Linked DNA regions of Mus musculus: region 2 is linked to region 1. A link is a contact called in public HiChIP or PLAC-seq data. All regions are on one chromosome and are shown on one strand. Each heading gives the region's core, a stretch centred on a gene start, on an enhancer-like site or on the middle of the called end of the contact. The rest is flanking DNA. Distances are from core to core; before and after follow the strand shown.

Region 1 (4,208 bases), core at 524-3,023:
CAATACATAAACAAACAAACAAACAAATAAAGGCAGACAAGGACTCAAATACATGAGACTTTGTAAAAGGAAGTATGTGAGACTTGGAGGAGAAATTCAATATCCAAAGGGGCTGGTCTGGGGTATAAACAAAGGTGTCCACATAAGTCAAGGCTACTTGGAAACTGTCTGGTGGACTCCTCACAATGCCGATGAAGGAGGTGTAAGAGGAGATGTAACTAGTGAGGCAAGAGAAAATGGAGGGAGTGCTCTCCTTTTCCAACTGTTAGGGTAGGAGGACTCAGAACTGGAGGAAAAGGGGGAGGGGCCCATTTCCCATAGGGATGGTCTGTACTCACCATAGGCAGCTTCCCGGCCCATGTCACTCTGCATGAAGGAGATGACCCCAATGCCGGATGACAGAAGTCCATTTCGGAACCAGGAGAGAAAAGCTGCGGGGAGTTGGGGGATGGAGCTCTGCATCAGCAAGCCCTGCTTCCTAGATCCCCTCTCACCCTATTCAGCCACAAGACAAAAGTATTCTAGATGCGGATCCCTTCCGGGAAGCCCCATGCAAGTCCCATTCCTTTACCCTTCTGTCCCAGACGTTCAAAATCTAGAGCACGAATTGAAGTTTGAGGATAGAAAGTCTTCCCAAGTCTTCCCTTGTGCATCCTGCGGTCTTCCCTCTCTCCCTCAGACCTCTGGGACAAACTTCTCCAGCCTGTCCCTTCCCCTGTGTGGTAACCGCTCCTACCTAGCATGGCCTCATCCTTGCGTCCACACCTCCCCACCACTCAAGTACCTGAGTGCTGCCAAAAGGCTGTTCCCACTACTAGCCCCATTCAACACCAGACCAGCTCCAATCTCTCAACTCATTGCCTCGTTTGAGATTCCTCCCTCTGCAGTCTAGATCACCTCTCCCTCCAATCAGCAGCCACCTTCTCTACCATTGGTTACACGCTGGTCCAATCCGGAACTTCCCCATCTTCTGCGGGTAGCCACACTCTTGTTTTATTCCAAGTGGTCCCCTCTGTCTGTAATCCTAACGGATACCCCTGTCTCAAGCAACTTGTTCCCTCCCAGCTGCCTCTGGAACGGTCTCTCACCTAGGCAGTGTGGTGCTGCCAACTACTTCTTCCTAACCGTAGCCTCCTCCCCACCCCCACTAATCCCTGCTGTACCCCTTTAGCCAGGACCCGAAAGATGGTGTCCTATGCGGCCAGGCTGCAAAATCTCCAACCCCCAACACCGGTTCCCTGCGCTCACATGAGGAAGCTGCCCCCGCTGAGCACAGGCCCTGTTCCCAGCAGATGCTTGCCTTACTCTGGCCACCCACTCCCACGTGCACATTGAAACCCCTCTCCTTGTAGCGCGAACGACCCCGGCCCCTGCCACTGACCTGTCTCATGTGCCTTGCGGAGGAGCCAAGCGTCCGCGCGATCCAGCTCGGACACTGGAGGCGGCGACGCTCCCGCGCGTGGCCCGTGGCCCGGGGCGAAGGACCCGCGCGCGCCCCCGCTGCGGGGCCGCTGAGGAGGCTGCAGAGACCCCCGGAAGCGCAGGCGGGCCAGGCGCGCGACCCGAGCCCACCACCAGCCGCCTCCCATGGCTCGCAATGGGGCCGCGACACCAGCTCCGCCCCACGGGCCTACTGTAGGCTGGAGGTCACATCACTCATGAGGAGCGACACAACCATTGGTGATCTGCCCGCAACTCTATCCCGGAACGCAATACCTATTGGTGTATCTGGCTGTGTCTCCACTTCAGTTATATGTGCCGGTAGTGTGTGACCCACCTTATTTTTATCATCAGACTACAAATCCCAGAGATCAATGTACGGCAGGCAGTTCGACCTGCAGAAGGGTGCGGCGGAATATCTGCTGGGACTTGTAGTTTCAAAAAAGTTAATGCTCTCAACAGCCAGGAAACAAAACTTGTACTAGTTGCTTAGACTAGTTGCAAAACTGTGGTGAACTCACGGAAACAACTACCAGTTACCTCACTAAAGAGGACACATAACTATTTTGTTGTATTCCTCTTCAGTTTTTCTTCTATGCAGATTTTAATAAGATGTCATTTCTGGAAATTCATTCCTGTCTTTACTTAGATTCTTTCCAAAACGTTATTACCGGTACTGGGACTCAAACTTAGTGAGAGTGGCCGAGAGAGTATTTAACAGAAGAGAGACTGCAGAGGAGAAGCAGAGGAGGGGACAGAAGCAACAGACTCAAGACCTGGCAAAGATCTTGATAGCAGCCACAGCCAAACCACGGGACACATAAGAAATGCCTAAAACAGATAGTCTCAGGAGAAGGAGATAAGAGGGAGGGGGCTAAAGATCAAAGGTGCCCCTCCCAAGCCCAGGGCAGCCCTAAAGGTGAAAGGGAACCCAACAACTTGTTTGTAGATAATAAAGTTGAACTTTCTGCCTTGCTAAAACCTGAAGGTAAAGTCTCCTCATCAGTTTATAAGTGACTTTCAGTGGCAACAGAAACAAAAGAAACAACCAAGACCTCTTAGGGGCCCTGAAAAGTTCGGACTATTGTGCCTCCTCTAAGAAGGCTTTACTTTGCTAACTACAGGTGACCTCCCTAGAGCCAGGGGACTCAGGGCCTTGGCATCAGACAATGGCCAATCTGTCACCAATTGCCAGAAGCCGACCCCCACCTTGTGTATACACCAGTGCAGCAATGGCCTCCTGGTTAAAGATGACGCCAGGGTGACTCATTACCAGCCTCTCTTCTTGAATGCCCCAGGATGACTTTTCAGCTGCCCTGCTGCCTGACCCTGACCTTGATCGGTGGGCCTCTGCATGACTGCTCAGATCATATGTGCAGAGCCACTCCGGACAGGAGTATCAACCCACAAAGCTGAACTGGTGGCAGCTCTGACCAAGGCGTTACAGCTGAGAAAAGACAAGAGACACAGATAGCCAGTGTGCCTTTGCTACTGCTGATATCTATGGGACTATTTATATAGAGAGAGGCCTTCTGGCGGCAGAAGGACAGACTAAACTCCGTCCCAGAGGGCAGTGAGACAGCCCAGTGAGTGACCCTAAAAATTGGGCTCCTCATGTCCTTGATTGCCCTAGACCCAGGAAACCTCATACTCTCTGATCAGACAGAAGATGTGATCTGAGCCAAAACCCTGTCCATGTCTCAGTGTCCTAAGAGATGATGGAGGACAGCTAGCTGATCACAAACTAATTGTACCAGAGAAAATGGGTATACGCATACTGAAAAAGATTCAATGTTCTTCACACATAGGATGCCAGAGAATGCAGGACTTAGTCTACCAGTCCCTCATCATAATTAAAGATGCCAGTCTGAAAACAGCTGAAATTGTTAAAAACTGTAAGGGCTGTCGATTGGCTAATATGGTTGCCAATGAGAAGAACCCTGGTATTCAGTACTGCAGCACCAAGCCAGGAGTCTATGAGGAAACGGACTTCATAGAGGTAAAACCAGGACAATTTGGATATAAACACACACACACACACACACACACACACACACACACACACACACACTCACACACACACACTCATATATACACACTCACACACACATACACTCACACACACATATACACACTCACACACACACTCACACATACACACACACACTCACACACATTCACACACACATACACACACTCACACACACATACATACACACATACACACACACGCACACACTTATTTGTATTTTGGTTTTTCAAGACAGGGTTTCTCTGTGTAGCCCTGGCTGTCCTGGAACTCACTCTGGAGACTAGGCTGGCCTCAAACTCAGAAATCCACCTGGGATTAAAGGCATGCACTACCACTGCCAGCCCTTTTTTTAAATCATAAACAAGACTATGCCTGTGTTAGGTTGTTCTGACAAGAATGCCTTCCTTACCCATCTGTCTTAGGTTGGTAAGGCTCTGTGCATAATCTTACCCAGCTTTGACTGCCAGCCTGTTAAACTAATGGCTCTGTCTGGGGTCCATTTTCAGTTTCAAGCCTTGTATTTTGGCTGCCAACATGCTGATGTTGTTAAAGGCGAGTTTTATCAAAATGAGAAGGAATAAAAGCATTTCCAGGACAAGAAGGGCTAACATGATCAAGTTACTATATATGCCATTCTTGAAGCTTGAACAAGATGGAAACACTGACCTTAAACCATGAATAACTTTACAGCAATAACCACAGCATCAAAACTTCTTTAAACTGATAATCTCAGTGT
Region 2 (4,208 bases), core at 520-3,019, 41 kb before region 1:
CAATCCTCATCTCCTAAAGTCATCTACAGATGGCAGGTGGAAGAAAGTGGTTCTCCATTCCACATCCACTGCCAGTGTGCATGGGGAGGGCAGGGGATGGACTGGGTCACTCTAGGACTGCAGCAGCCAGGGACACTGTAGAGAGGCTAAGGCTAGAGGCACTATTACCCAACCATGAAGCCACCCAAGTAGTGGAGCCAGGACATAAGTTATTGTTCACATTAAAGAATCATGTTCCCTGTGTACATTTTAAGCAAAGGAAAAGTCTTGGGATTGTATGGGAATAAAACTTGTTTGAAAATTTGGAATAGTGCTGCTGTCAGCTTATTTTTCTGGTACTTGTATTTTCTATGTTAAATGATCTTTATATGTGTTGGATTAACAAATATTTTGAGTTTCCTGAAAACAAACAGAAACATTAATGGTATTGAAGTGTGTTAGTAGTCTGGCCGTGTGCCCAAACTTATGTTTCGCAGCAAAAGTGGAAACCTGTCTGTAAAGCAAGTGTAACGATGATTTCCTGTATCATGGGGGCTCAAACCAGGACCTCTCTAGTTGCTGTTAGGAATGTCTGCTTCATTTCCAAGCTTTTTTTTTTTTTTTTTTTTTTTTTTAAATACGTCATGGGTTTCTGAGGCTCCAGCCTGTTTAGTGCATGGGCAGCCATCCTGGCAGCCAAGACATCTCTGACAGAAGTGTTTTTGTTTGGTTTTGTTTTTTAAGATTATGTATTTGCTACAAAGTATTGTACTTGTCTCAATGGGAATGGTGTTAAAAAAGAAAAAAAGACAGAAAAGGCCTTATGTGATATGTATCATAGTTAATAAATCAATCTTGTAAAAAAAAAAACCATAAATAAAAACAGGCCTGAGAGAAATGAAGGGCCGCAGTCTCCACAGCAGCCTGGGGCCAAGTGGGGACAGTCCTACCCCTCATCCTCTGCAGCCGTGTTGAGAGGACAGAAGTCGGAGAACTGCAGATGGCCAGAAGCTTTGGAAAGTTGTAAGAAGTGAGAAGGCTAGCCACCTAAAGAAGCCACAGCAAAAACATTTCCACCACCCCTGAAAATACTGAAAGAGTAACTGTGGTGCACACATGTAGTCCTAGGACCAGGTGTGCTGAGACAGCTGGTTTTAAACATCTGTGTAAGGAAGTTTGAGTGGTTGTGAGTGTGGGCACATGGCTATCACGAAGGCCCATCAAAGAACACCTTGGTGAAGTAGGATCATCCCATCATCTGGATCCCAGATGGTGGCAAGTGCTCTTTCCTCTGCCTCCATTCCAGTGCTCTAGAATACTGTAACTCAGGCCTGCTGAGATTCTGATGGATCCCCACATGCACGCTTAACCTGACCTCCCTTGACCCTTCCTTCCCTATGGCAGGGGCCTAGAAGTTCCTCATACAGGATGTCTATCACAGCACCACCATGGATGGGGAAAAAACTCCAGGCAGCCTCAAACTTCAAGCCTACCTACCTACCTCCTCCTCCTCCACCTCCTCCTGAGTTTTGTTTTGTTTTGTTTTGCTTCAGGTTTCTCCATGTAACCCTGGCTGGCCTCCTATGTGTGAGTTAGAGGCAGTTGTGAGCCGCCCAATAAACCGAACTTGGGTCCTCTGCAAAAGCAGCAAGCTCTCAATCTCTGAGCCATCTCTCCATCCCCTATTCAGTTTTTTGTGGTTTTTTGTTTGTTTTTTGAAACATAGTTTTATATGAATGTGTTTTTGTGGGTAAATGCAGTGCCTGTGGAGGCCAGCAGAGGGCATAGGATCTCCTGGAACAGGGGTTACTAGTTGTGAGCTGGGAAGAGAATTCTGGTCCTCTATATAAACAGCATGCACCTTTAGCCACTAAGCCAACTCCACCCCAAGATGGTACTAATGTATAGCCCAGAGTGTTCCTATACTTGGTACAATCCTGAATCAGCTTCCTGAGTGCTGAGATTACAGGTGTAAGCTACCACTCACATGAGTCTAGAGTTCTAGTGGGCACATCTGTGACTCTCCTATGCCCAGCCAGAATGTCGTCACCTGATTCTAGGCTGGTGCAGTGGCACGTTGGGTAAAAGTACTTGCCACCAATTCCTGAGGACTTGATCCCTGGGACCTCCACAGTTGTCCTTTTGTTTTTATTGTTTAGTCTGGAGGAGCCCTCAATATGTAGCTGAGGCTAGCCTTGAACTGATTCTCCTGCCTCCAACTTCCCAGGTAATAGGGTTGCAGATAGGCTACTCCCCACCCCATGACTAGGAAGCTCTGAAGTGTACTTAACTTGGCATTAGATTGTCTCCACTCATTTAATTCAGAATCCCAGAGCATGTGCTCTGTGCCGGGCTCCAGGAAGCACAGCCACAGGCACAGCTCTGCCTGCCCAGAGCCCACTTCTCAGTGGAATTATCAGATGCTGTCACAGCTGTGTGACCAGTGGGTCGCTCTTTAAGCTCTCCCTGAGGAAGTGACTCAGTTAACAGCATATACTGCTCTTGCAGGGATCTGAATTCCGTTACCAGCACCTACACAGGCTAACTACTGATTGCAACGCTTCTGTCCTCCATCAATCCCTGTACTTATATGTACATGCACCTAATAGTAAATCCATGAAAGGCAGCCAAACCTGGTGTTACAGGCCAATCATAGTAGCTACTCAGGCTAAGGCAGGAGAATTTCCCTTTTCAGGCCTGCTTGAGCCACCAAGGAATTAAAGGTTTAGCAAGATTATCTCACAAAACGTAAAGGGAGGTGGGTGTGGATCAGTGGTAGAGTTTGCCTAGCATGCACAGGCAGAAGGCTATGTGTTCGGTCCTCAGGGCAAAAAGGGACAAAATATTAAGCCAAGTGTGCCTATAGTCTATAGGCATGCCTATAGTCCCCACAATCAAAACCTGAGGTGGGTGGGGTGCAGGACAGAGAGATGGCTCAGCAGTTAAGAACACTGGTCTTCCAGAGGATCTGGGCCCAATTCCCAGCACCCACACATATGGCAGCTCAAAATCGTAACTCCAAGATCTGACACCCTCACACAGAAGGCAGGCAAAACACCAATGCATGTAAAATGAGCACACGTTTTTAAAAAGCTGAGGCAGGTGGATTATGAGTTTAAGGTACACTTTGAGACCTCATCTCAAAATCACTAAAAAACATCAATAATGAGAGAGACAGTCCAAGCCAGAAAAGATTTGAGTGAATCCTAGCCTGGGCGCTGAGTCAGTTGGATTAGCACACTGCGAGAATGTGAACATGAGAAGGAGAGGTGGGGGTTGGCACATCTTAGAACTCCAGACAACAGAGTCAGTTGAATGTTGAGTGCACCTGTGAGAACCAAAGCTGGACATGCCAGAATTGGCATCAAAACAACACCTGCAGAGAGAATGCACTGCCTTGTTCCATGTGGCCACCAGGGGTCAGCAGAACACCATCCTGCCCTGCTGCATACAAAAGTTGAGATTGGGAAGAAAGCACCCTAGGGCTGGGGAGTGTGGGGGAGCGGCTAGGGAGAGACTTGTTCTGAAAACTGGGCCCTAGAATCAAAGTGTCTCACATGGCATACTACATCATTCTCAGTTGGTTAATTCATCCACCAACCTCATCTACCAAGTCCATTCATTTATTCTGCCACTGTTACAGAGGTGAGGGAACAAGCCCCACTGAGCTTTATAAACTAAGAACTTAATTCAGGCCAGGTGCAGTGCGGGGTGCCAGACATCTGTAATCTTGACACTGGGGAGCCTAAGTTGTTAAGACTGGCTTAAGTTACACAAGACCTTGTCTCAAGAGGGGAAAGGCAACATGGGGCTGGAAGGCTGTTCTTGTGAAGGACCTGGGTTCGATCACCAGCACCCACATAGGGTCTCTCAACCATCTGTAATTCCAGTTCCAGGGGATCTGATGTCCTCTTCTGGCCTCCGTGAGCACCAAGCCCCAAAACTTAAATGCAGAAAAAGTATATAAAAGTAAGATAATTTTGAAAAATTGCAACAAAGACTGATAACCTGAATTCAATCCATAGGACCTACATAGGAGATGAGAATGGACTCTGTCTGATCTCTACACACAATAAGCAAATAACTAATAAGGGCTGGAAAGACGGCTTAGAGGTAAAGAAGTACTTGCTGGTTTTCCAGAGGTCCTGAGAGGTTCCCAGCACCCATGTTGTGACCTCACTTCACCTACAGGGGATCTCATGCTGCCTTCTGGCCTCCAAAGGCATTGC

What was found. HiChIP or PLAC-seq counts read pairs in DNA pulled down with a chosen protein or histone mark.
Region 2: a contact with region 1 is called in a CTCF HiChIP or PLAC-seq map of CD8 T cells, with 6 read pairs. The contact joins the enhancer-like site here to the promoter of Tmem160 in region 1. A contact is called at or near these places in 7 of 15 datasets of contacts at CTCF or cohesin (CD8 T cells, the G1E-ER4 cell line, the NIH/3T3 cell line and 3 more), 69 of 484 Hi-C or Micro-C datasets (the AML12 cell line, B cells, CD8 T cells and 36 more) and 7 of 115 datasets of contacts at active chromatin or transcription factors (the SCID.adh cell line, astrocytes, double positive thymocytes and 1 more).

The regions. Positions count from the first base shown.
Region 1 is chr7:16,450,344-16,454,551 of GRCm38.p6, reverse strand. Tmem160 (transmembrane protein 160) reads right to left here and starts at 1,773. Exons shown (of 3, transcript NM_026938.1): 1 at 1,382-1,773; 2 at 339-431. The coding sequence starts at 1,589.
Region 2 is chr7:16,491,137-16,495,344 of GRCm38.p6, reverse strand. Arhgap35 (Rho GTPase activating protein 35) reads left to right here. Exons shown (of 7, transcript NM_172739.4): 7 at 1-872. Among named protein-coding and RNA genes, the nearest start is that of Npas1, 16 kb to the right of the region's middle. Within about 2 kb of position 1,769, at least 10 of the 459 cell types and tissues checked have an H3K27ac peak or open chromatin away from gene starts, as enhancers often do. A contact at or near this core is called in CD8 T cells, the SCID.adh cell line and double positive thymocytes, where this site is marked.